3 separate regions of the Mus musculus genome follow, and regions 1 and 2 are each linked to region 3. Evidence: chromatin contacts called from public ChIA-PET and HiChIP or PLAC-seq data. All regions are on one chromosome and are shown on one strand. The core of a region is the stretch at or near the end of the contact, and the rest is flanking DNA. Distances in the headings are between cores, read along the strand shown.

Evidence for each region. ChIA-PET counts read pairs in DNA pulled down with a chosen protein or histone mark. HiChIP or PLAC-seq counts read pairs in DNA pulled down with a chosen protein or histone mark.
Region 1: a contact with region 3 is called in an RNA polymerase II ChIA-PET map of memory CD8 T cells, with 64 read pairs. The contact joins the enhancer-like site here to the promoter of Rab33b in region 3. A contact is called at or near these places in 7 of 115 datasets of contacts at active chromatin or transcription factors (bone marrow-derived macrophages, effector CD8 T cells, embryonic stem cells and 2 more).
Region 2: a contact with region 3 is called in a FOXA1 HiChIP or PLAC-seq map of pancreatic cancer cells. The contact joins the enhancer-like site here to the promoter of Rab33b in region 3. A contact is called at or near these places in 1 of 39 promoter capture datasets (liver) and 4 of 115 datasets of contacts at active chromatin or transcription factors (bone marrow-derived macrophages, embryonic stem cells, pancreatic cancer cells and 1 more).

Annotation. Positions count from the first base shown.
Region 1 is chr3:51,743,782-51,747,289 of GRCm38.p6, forward strand. The region is part of intron 2 of Maml3 (mastermind like transcriptional coactivator 3); the gene reads right to left. Among named protein-coding and RNA genes, the nearest start is that of Gm46803, 38 kb to the left of the region's middle. Within about 2 kb of position 1,515, at least 106 of the 459 cell types and tissues checked have an H3K27ac peak or open chromatin away from gene starts, as enhancers often do. A contact at or near this core is called in bone marrow-derived macrophages, effector CD8 T cells and memory CD8 T cells, where this site is marked.
Region 2 is chr3:51,964,529-51,968,121 of GRCm38.p6, forward strand. The region is part of intron 1 of Maml3 (mastermind like transcriptional coactivator 3); the gene reads right to left. Among named protein-coding and RNA genes, the nearest start is that of Maml3, 140 kb to the right of the region's middle. Within about 2 kb of position 1,528, at least 54 of the 459 cell types and tissues checked have an H3K27ac peak or open chromatin away from gene starts, as enhancers often do. A contact at or near this core is called in pancreatic cancer cells, where this site is marked.
Region 3 is chr3:51,482,074-51,485,303 of GRCm38.p6, forward strand. Rab33b (RAB33B, member RAS oncogene family) reads left to right here and starts at 1,893. Exons shown (of 2, transcript NM_016858.2): 1 at 1,893-2,507. The coding sequence starts at 2,259.

The sequences.
Region 1 (3,508 bases), core at 265-2,764, 260 kb after region 3:
AGCTGGGACACCTTTCCTTGTCTTACACCCTGCCCTCCCCGGGACATTTAAAAGGCCCTTGTAGTTCTAGTTTCTTAGAAAGGCTGTGAGCAGTCCTGATTTTGGCGGTAGAGAGCCTACTTTGAATCAAGATAGGAATAGACATTCTGCATGCAACAGTTTACCAAGGCCCCAGTCAGTCAGCCAAGACCTTTCCAGCATGGCCAGAGTCTTCTGAGTCATTCTGGACCCTAATTTCTGTACAGAGCTCAAGGGCAGTCTTTGAGGGTTCTATAAACATTGATGCTTTCCTGACATATAGACTTCTTAGAATGGTCTTACTAGAGCTGCCAACGAAATCGAAAACAATGTTTGTACATTCAGAAATTTCATTAAAAAATTAATTTGTGATCTTTGCTCTTAAAACCCTAGTTAGTGGTCACAATGTTAGCTGTTGTTTTTAAATCTCTCTTTTACATTTAAGATTGTTTCTAAAAAAAAGCAATAAACTTATTTTAAATCTAGGAATACAAGGTAATATTTATTGCCTGTTGAAAGAAATAAATTGTGGACTCTGTCCATGCCATGGGATTTGCTGGCATTACATGTGACTGTTGGTGATGATGACAGCCTGGAACATGGAAGAGGTTCTTTATAAATCAATAACCAGAGTGGGGGGAGGAGGGGGCTGGCACTTTGGTGATTTCATTTCTAGCCACAGCTGGCCAGATTGCTTATTGGAAAATAAAAGTCATGGTAAATTGAGCTTGACGGTAACCAGGCTTGACTGTGTAGACCCAGTTCTCCACTTGCAGCAGTTAGAGTGTGTGGAGGCGGGGAGGTGACAGGAAAAGGAAGCCTGTCTGTCACAGATCCATCTTCCTTATCTTGGAGGGCACAAGTCATCTGCTGTTTGTGTGAGTGCTGCTTTCTGCCAGCTCCTGGGCTCTGTACATTCTTAGCGTCTCTGCATCGCCTCAAGTGCAGCCATTTTGCCTATCCTGTTTCTCAAGAGGGAACAAAAATCCGAGCCCCGCTGTCCACTAAGTTAATCATTTAATCTTAAAAACCCAAGGGCTGGAGAGAAGTCTCAGTGGCTAAAAACATATAATGCTTGGTTGGGGGACCTGCAGTTGGTTCGCAGCACCCATGCCTAGTGACCCCCAAATGTCCTACAGCTCTGGCTCCAGGGGAGCTAGCTAACACTTCTGGCCTCCCCAGACACCTATGGGATGCCCATACCCACCCCCATGTATACATATAATTGAAATTTTCTCTTTGGTCTTAAAAAAAAAAAAAGCTGCTACTGCAGCCACTTTCCAAGTGTTCTTAGCTATATGCGGCTAATGACTTCTGTGTTGGGCTATATGACAACACATCAGTCCTCACTTCCCAGAATGTTCTAACAGACAACTGCAATTCAGAAAACCAAACTGGTACCAAGAAGCCCTTCTTTGTCCCCTGATTCTGAGGTCACGATAACCTTTGTGGTAAAAGTGCTAACTGACTCTGCTAGAATGTGGCCAGTCTCTAGCATCCGGTATCTTCCTAGACCGCAGGGAAACACAAATATTGCCACCCGGGCTGTGGTGCAAACACCCTGAAACCCGAGACAAAGTGTCCACCTTGTATTTCCCTTTAGAAACATTGAGCCATGTGTGTCTTCAACCCAGCAACAAGAGACCAGAGGGTGTTTACCTTGTATGAGCCCCTCCCACTGCTACGCGCAGTTGTAACAAACTTGTTTTTTATCATCTGTATGTGACTACGCAGGTGTTTTGAGGACCAAGAACTACAGAGGCTGTGATAACCTTCCCCTGCTCAGGATAGCCATCAAAGTCTTTGCTTTACCCTTTTAGGATGCTCAGTCTTCCAAACTGTCATTCCAGCCAATGAACTGGCTGGAGTCCCAAGTGCATCGCTCTCTGGATGCTGCTTGTGACAGGTACTACGAATTCCTGTTTTTTTTTTTTTGTTTTTTTTGTTTTTTCTTTTTTTCACTTTTGGGACAAGGTCTTGCTATGTAGCCCAGCCTAGTGTCAACTTGTGATCCTCCTGCCTCATCTTCTTTTTTTAAAAAATTTTTATTAGGTATTTTCCTCATTTACATTTCCAATGCTATCCCAAAAGTCCCCCATACCCACCCCCCACTCCCCTATCCACCCACTCCCACTTTTTGGCCCTGGCGTTCCCCTGTACTGGGGCATATAAAGTTTGCAAGTCTCTCTTTCCAGTGATGTATTAAAAAAGTGATGTATTAAAAGATGGCCGACTAGGCCATCTTTTAATACATATGCAGCTAGAATCAAGAGCTCTGGGGTACTGGTTAGTTCATATTGTTGTTCCACCTACAGGGTTGCAGTTCCCTTTAGTTCCTTGGGTGCTTTCTCTAGTTCCTCCATTGGGGGCCCTGTGATCCATCCAATAGCTGACTGTGAGCATCCACTTCTGTGTTTGCTAGGCCCCAGGATAGTCTCACAAGAGACAGCTATATCTGGGTCCTTTCAGCAAAATCTTGCTAGTGTATGCAATGGTGTCAGCGTTTGGAAGCTGATTATGGGATGGATCCCTGGATATGGCAGTCTCTACATGGTCCATCCTTTCATCTCAGCTCCAAACTTTGTCTCTGTAACTCCTTCCAAGGGTGTTTTGTTCCCACTTCTAAGAAGGCTGCCTCATCTTCTAAAGGGATTAAAGATATGCACCTCCAATCTAGTTTTTAAATTCTTCATTTACTTAACGACCCTCAAGATGTTACACCTCAATAGTAAAAACAAATTATGAGGGGCAGTTGCCGAGGCAACCCCAGAAACATTCTGTGACGTGTAACAATGTAACCACCTTTTCCTATTTGGGCTGGGATCGCAGTTTCGAGAGGCACAGCCTGGTTGCTGATCTTTTAGCGGAAGCACATGAGCAGGAGAGTCTATCTGCTGACCAACAGACACAAAACAGGGGAGCCGTACATTTTGAAAGGCAGGGTCATACTGTTACATTTGGTAAACTTCATACAGTTTAATTTTGGCGAGCCTCAAAATCCCGGTGCTGTGGCTGGACTGGTTTTACGGCAGGCGCTTCCTTTCAATGGTCCCAGAGCGATTTTCTGCACATCATCTGCACTGCACACCCATCATGGCTCTTTTTCTCTCCACTGGCCCCATTTGTTCTCCTGCATTAGGCAGGATTAATTATTGCCCTAATTTCCTAGGTAGGCAAATGGGGGACGAAGCAGCGAGACTCCGGCTTCACACAGTGCATTGAAGTGTGGCTTTACTTTCAGGCCACTGACCACAAACTAAGCCTACTTCCCGGCTGGAACATGGGACACAGGGCACTTGTTTTGACACCAGCTATTCCATTCACGGTGACACTGCCTCTAGATGAAAACTGGGCAAAATCTCTTGACACCTTCAAGACAAGGTGACTGACCAGAATGAAGAGTATACTGTAGGACAGAAATCACTTGGTGACATTTTCTACTGTGTAGGAGGCTCCCTGTCTCTTTTAATGGGCTGAGAATATGATCGCC
Region 2 (3,593 bases), core at 278-2,777, 480 kb after region 3:
TGTGTATGCATGTCTGTCTGTATATATGTATGTATGTATGTATGTATGTATGGGTCTATATGTCTGTGTATATGTTTGTATGTCTGTATGTGTCTGTATGTCTGTGTCTATGTTTGTGTGTATGTCCGTGTGTATGTTTGTGTGTCTGTCTATATGTATGTGTGTCTGTATGTCTCTGTGTATATGTTTGTGTGTCTGTATATCTGTGTGTGTATGTGTCTATGTGTCTGTGTGTGTATGTATGTTTTGTATGTCTGTGTGTATGTCTGTCTGTGTATGTTTGTATGTCTGTGTGTATGTATGTATGCATGTGTCTGTATGTCTGTGTGTATGTTGTATGTCTATGTGTATATGTGTCTCTGTGTATGTATGTGTATGTATATGTTTGTATGTGTGTGTCTGAGTGTGTGAGAGAGAGAGAGATGAAAATGGTAACAAAGACATAAGCCCCTCCTTCCCCGTGGCTCTATTCTGCAGCTCCAGATGTCTTTCTACCTACTGAGTTAAGAATTAGCAAACAGAACAGAATGGTTTTAGGTTCTTTAAGAGTTTAGAATGTCTTGTGAAGTAAAACAAATGATTACGGGGACCAAAGAGCCTGTCCAAAGTCCTACATGAAAAAGGAAGGTGGTGAGTGGAGGTGCTCCCTGCGGAGGCCAGAGGCTCCTCACAGTGGAGAGTCCCTTGCTGTTTCCTGCTTAATTTCAAAGATAACCAGGTGGGGGGAGGCCTGTTAAAGTTACACACACACACACACACACACACACACACACACACACACACACGGGGAGGGAGAAGGAGGAGGAAGAAGAAGAGGAAGAGAAAGAGAAAAGAGAAGAGACACACACAGACACACACAGGAAAACAGGTTAATACCCCCAGGATTCCCAATCATACTTGACAGACAAGAGATTGAGGATTTGACAAACAATGTGCATAAAATCTTCCTTAACCTAGAAAACACTCAGAGGAGAGGGGAAAAAAATCAACTCAGGAGAACCGAGGTTTTAAAAGTAAACTGTAAGAAAGGAGGAATGAAATCATGCTTAGCAGACACACCAGGCTGCAGGAGCTAGAGCCAGCACTGAGACAGCTCCTGTGGCCTCGCTCTGTTTACAGAAAAACCACTACCCTACAGCTGAGGGAAGGGTGTCAGGAGAAGGGGGTTGCTCTTTTCAATAACAACAGATTGGAAAAATACTTCAGTGTAGTCAGACAACAAAGGAAACATCTTCTCTAACTGGAGAGATGCAGCATGAGTACATTTCACCCACCCTTCTGCCTCCCAAAGGAGGTTAGAAAGAGAAAGCAGAAAAACCCCCAGCCTGGAGCTGAACCTGGATACTGAGCAGCAGAAACATCTGTAGGGAGGTGGGCTCCTATTGAGTAGGACTGAAGAAGATGAGGGCCCTGCATGGGAGTCGGGCTGAAGTAAAACGCAGTTCAAGTTTACTCGCTTTCAAGCTCTGCAAACAGGAGGGAGCATGGGCCCTGTCACTCCCCCGTACAGTCTGAATCATCAGTCAGCTCCCAGTAATGACAAGACATAGCCCTGTGGCATAACTCAACCTCAAGATTGCTGTGGGAGACAGCGGCCAGTTTGAAAGCACCAGGTGAGTAAACACATCACATGCCCCTGATCTTCAGTTTTAGGCTGTGGACACCCATCATTTGCTCAAAGGTTACGGCAGAATGTCTGTGCGAAGGTTTTCTAGGTCGAAGTGGACTTTCTGGAATAAGCTGACTCTTTTTATTACAACAAACGAGATGCTGAAAAGTATTCTTCTACCTTGGCACTAGTTCTAAGGTGCCATGAGCAGAGGGGACAGATCCCTCTCCTGGCTGCATGAGTAAACAAGAAGTCACCTAGGGACATTTCAAGATACGTGGTCAGGCAGTAAAAGGACTGTTGGGATGCTATCTCATTCAACTGGGGCACTTCTGTTAGCCTTGAAAAGGTCAAACAATGGTGAACCTAGTGTCGACCAATGCAAATCAGAGTCCCATCTTCTGCCAAATTAAAATAACAAAACAGAAAATAATAATACCACAGGACTTTAGTAGTCACTCCCATGGACCTACCCTTAGCCGGGCACTATGCTGAGAGACCTGTATTTATCAACATACCTAATCTTCCCAAGAGACCCATATGCCAGGGAATATCAACTTAGTTACCACTGAGAAATTGAACCCTTGATGAAAGTGGTAAAATGGGTGCTTCGATCCCCCAACTCCTGGCACAGAAGCTCATGTGTTGAAGGCTCCATTGGTAGTAGGACATTTGTTTTTGTTTTTTAAAAAAGAGTTAAGTCATTGGAGGAATATCCTTGGAGGTCCCTGGAACCCTGGGTCTCTGGGACCCTGGCCCTTCCTAGGGTCTCTCTTTCACTTTCTAGTGACCACAAGGTAAGATATTTTCTTTTTAACATATTTTCTCCAACCTGGAATACTGCTTTGTCATAGGCCCAAAGACAGTGGGGCCTGATCATGGACTGAATCCTTAGTAACTGTGGATTCAAACCATTTCTTCTTTAATTGGCAATGACCCCAGGTGTTTTGTCACAGTGAGGGGAAACTGATGCAACTGGGAGAGAGGCAAGTGACAGCTTCGAAATGATCGATGTGAGGTCACAGATACTGTGAGACAGAGCGTGGTCCCACACAGGGTTGGGGCACACACAGAAAACATAGAAGGACCCTTGTCTGCATTTTGCTGAAGCATCCTTGCTCATAAGTTGCCGTAGGCACCAATTTGCACACAGAGAAAAGTAAGACACCGAAGAACAAGGGCTAAGAAGAGGACATAGGATTAAGAGTTTGAAGAGCTGGCTGCAGCTGAAATCCTGCCATCATCAACTTGAAGAAAATAATCTGTACTCATTAAAAAGCAGAAAAACCTAAGTGGAAATAGAACAGGCGGGTCCTTCTTAGAAATCCTGATCATTACGGCCGTTGCTTCCTGGTACTCATCTAATGCCAGTTCCTAGTAGCTGAAATAATAAGGGGTTTGAAACGCACAGCAAAGCGAGGATAGGAACTGTTAGCTTATATAATTATTTCAGGGAAGGCCATGTAAGCTATCTAGAAGGAGAAAATGACCACTGTTCTGGAACTGCGTCTTTGGACTTCTCGGCCATCTTGCACATGTACGTACATGTGCGTTTACATGTATGCACGTGCACATGGAAAAGCCAAAAAACAACACATTGTCCCTCAGTGGTAACCCATCCTGTGACCCTGGATGGACCCTTCTGTCTCTGCCTCCCAGGCACTGGGGTTACAGACCTGTGCCACCACACCTGGCTTTTTACAAGGGTGGAGAGCTCCCTGCAGTGCTTGGATGGCAAGCGTAGAACCAAGGGAACTATCACCGGGGCTTCTTCTGTATTAAATGAGCTGTTTGGAACTGAATGGGGTATATGATCCAGCACTATTTTAAAGCCATCAAATCAGGCAGCCTGGGAACGACCCGCTGGCTGTGTACTTTCATGGCAGCTAACTGAGAGTCAGGGTAGCAAGGTGGTAGTCTCATGGCGCCCCAGCCCTGACCTTCTGACTCCTGCCCCAATATCCAGGAGAAGCCATGGTCTTTC
Region 3 (3,230 bases), core at 643-3,142:
CGGGTCTCCCATGGAGGCAGAAAAAGCCCAAGGGCCAGGTGTTTCCTGAGAGCACACAGAGTTGCTTTACAGAAGTGCTATGCACTGACGAGATTTAGAGAGTCTATTCAAGCATCCATGTCCACTCATTTCCACTCAAGTGAAAGAATGTTCATTGTGTTAAATATAAGCATTTTTCCTTAGTGGGAGAGAAAGAAGGCCTCTGTCTTAGTTATTCTTCTATTGCTATAGCGAAACACCATGACCAAGACAACTTAGAAAATAAAGCATTTAATTGGGGGCTTGCTTACATTTTCAGAGGGTTAGTCCATGATCATCATGGCAGCAGCCAGGCTGAACTTGAATCATGATTATCCTCCTGCCTCAGCATGTACTATTATATCATGCAGTTCTACATTTTCAATGGAACTTCAATAGGACCCAAGTCTCAAAATGAAATGTTTAAAATGCCCAGGATGTAAGCCCAATTACTAAGCATTCAAAGAATGCGGGAAATCTCAGTCCTCCTAGGAAAAATGCTGCCAACACTGCACACAGATGGTGAAATTATCTCATGAACTATTAACCATTTAATGGAGGTTAATTCTCATTTGTCTCATGTCTGTAAATTCAGGCAAAGTGATCAACAGCTTTCTTCCTGGGCTCTTTTCTAGGGATATTTGTATAGCAATCGTTTTTTGCGTGATAAAAAATATTTTTTTCTTCTTGTTCTAGGGGGAGTCTTGTTTGGTCTCCAGGATGAGAAAAGGCACCATCACTCTTCTGGATGAAGCTGGACAGATTCAGAGACCATTTATGAAATACCCGTTTCCTGCAGAGCATTTCCTGTAATGCTACCACTTACATCGGACAGACATCACCTTGGCCTCATGGCATCACTTGGGGAATGGGGTATACTCTGCCTCTCTGAGAAGGTGCCTTTTCTTTCTCACCTAGGAGTTTCATTGACAGTTCATCAACTGGCACTGGAACTTGTTGACTTACAAAGTTAACATGTCAGATCCTTCAGAGTTGACTCCAAAACGTCTCCATGTAACCACTAACATACTGTTCCAGCCTTCTCAGTACTGGGATTATAGGCATGTGGTATTACATTCAGCTTAAGTGGTACTTATTTTTAATTTTAAACCAATGGTAACATTCAGCCAGGCATAGTCTCACACCTGTAACCCTAGTATTCAGGAGACTAAGACAGGATTCCCACAAAAATCAGAGCCAGCCTGGATACACAGTGAGGTTCTAGGCCAGCTTTAGCTACAATATGAAAATCCTGGGGGGGGGGGGCTGGATAGGAAAGAAGGGAATAAGGAGATGGTTCTAAATTTGGATCCCCAGAACCCAAGGCAATGCTGAGCAGGCATGGAAGACCTCCTGTAATTCCTACCTTGGAAGATGGAGACAGAATCCCCAGAGCAAGTTAGCTACCAAGACTAGCTCTATGGAATGAGCTCTGGGTTTGACTGAGAGATCCTGCCTCAAGGAGACCTGGCTGTCCTGGAACTCTATGGAGTTGAAGAGAATCACAGAGATTTAAGACTTGTGTTGCTCAAACCAGCCGAAAACAATTTGTCTCTTTTACAAAACAAACTGAGCGGGTCGTGGTAGTGTACACTTTTCATTGCAGCACCGGGAAGGCAGAGGTAGAGGAGAGTCTCTACGGCCAAGATCAGGTTCAGGAGCTGAGTAGCCTCTCACCCTCCTGCCCACGCCGTTCCGCCCCGCTCCACGGAGGCCCGGAGGAAGCGGTGAGCACAGGGGATGCTCAGAGCCCAACTCCAAGCCCCAACCCCGGCTGCGACCAGGCGGCCACGACGCCACTGCGCCGCCGCCTCTCGCGAGACCACAGCCGGGCCGCGCCTCCTTCCTCTCCGCTGTCTCTCTCTCTCTCCCCGCCCCCGGGGGCTGCGCAGCTTCCTCCAGAGCTCGGGAACCTCGGACGTGGCGAGGCGGTCAGAAGGCTGGAGCGCGGCACATAGAGGTCCCTCGGGCGGACCTTCTGAGCCGCAGTCCAGCCAGGGAGCGCCGACGCATCTTTCCAGGTACACCGCACCGACTGGCGGAGGCCTACTGCGCGTGCGCCGGGGCCTTAGCGGGGCGCCACACCTGGGTGGGCAGGGGCTGCTCGCGCACGCGCGCCGCGGTGCCCGCGGGCTGTGGGGAGTTGGGCGTCGTTTGTCACTGCTAGGGAGCGCTGTCGCTGGCGTGGCGTCATTCCCGCGGCTTCTGTGCTCCGGCTCAGCTCGGGGCGGGGCGGGAGGATGACTTCGGAGATGGAGTCGTCGCTGGAGGTCAGCTTCTCGTCCAGCTGTGCGGTGTCAGGGGCGTCTGGGTGTTTGCCTCCCGCCCGCTCCCGCATCTTCAAGATCATAGTGATCGGCGACTCGAACGTGGGCAAGACGTGCCTGACTTACCGCTTCTGCGCCGGCCGCTTCCCCGACCGCACCGAGGCCACGATCGGGGTGGACTTCCGAGAGCGAGCCGTGGATATTGATGGAGAGCGCATCAAGGTGAGCCGGTGGGGCGGGGACGCTGTCTCAGCGGAGTGCCGCTCCTTCTTGGCAGGTGTCGGGACCTCACCCTGGGTCTGGGCAGGAGTGTGCGGTGCGCCCCATGGCGTGGGAAAGTGTGTTTGTATCTATCAAACTTCTGAGGCATTGTTCCTCCACCTCTAATGTACATCAGGTTTACCTGGGACTTCTTGTTTTTCAAAAAAGCACGTTCTGATTTGATAAGCTCCCCTATAACGCACATGCAATGAGTCTGTGGACCGACCACACTTTGAGTGACAGAGGTGTAGGGGGCGGTCACCCCCCCACTCCCACCCCCATTGCTTGAGTGAGAGTTTTGGGCTGGGAATCTGGGTGGTGGTGGTGGTGGGGTATAACCGGAAGAAACTCAGAAATTTTTCAAGCATAGAAAATTCCGTTATAAGTCGGGCCTGGGGGAACACTTCTTAAATCTCAGCACTCTCACAGAGACCAGGATCTCTGTGTTTGAGATCAGCGTGGTCTAATTAGTTCCAGGATAGACAGGGCTCTCCTGGATAGACAGAATACACAGAGAAACCCTGTCTCAACCAAACAAACCTCAAACACCCCAATTTAACAACAACAACAACAACAACAACAACAAAACCTCCGTTATATCTAGGAATTCTTTTGAGCATTGCACAGATGCTAAGTATTGTGGGAGTAAAACCTGTTGCCTTTGAGGCGTTTTCTGTATGATAA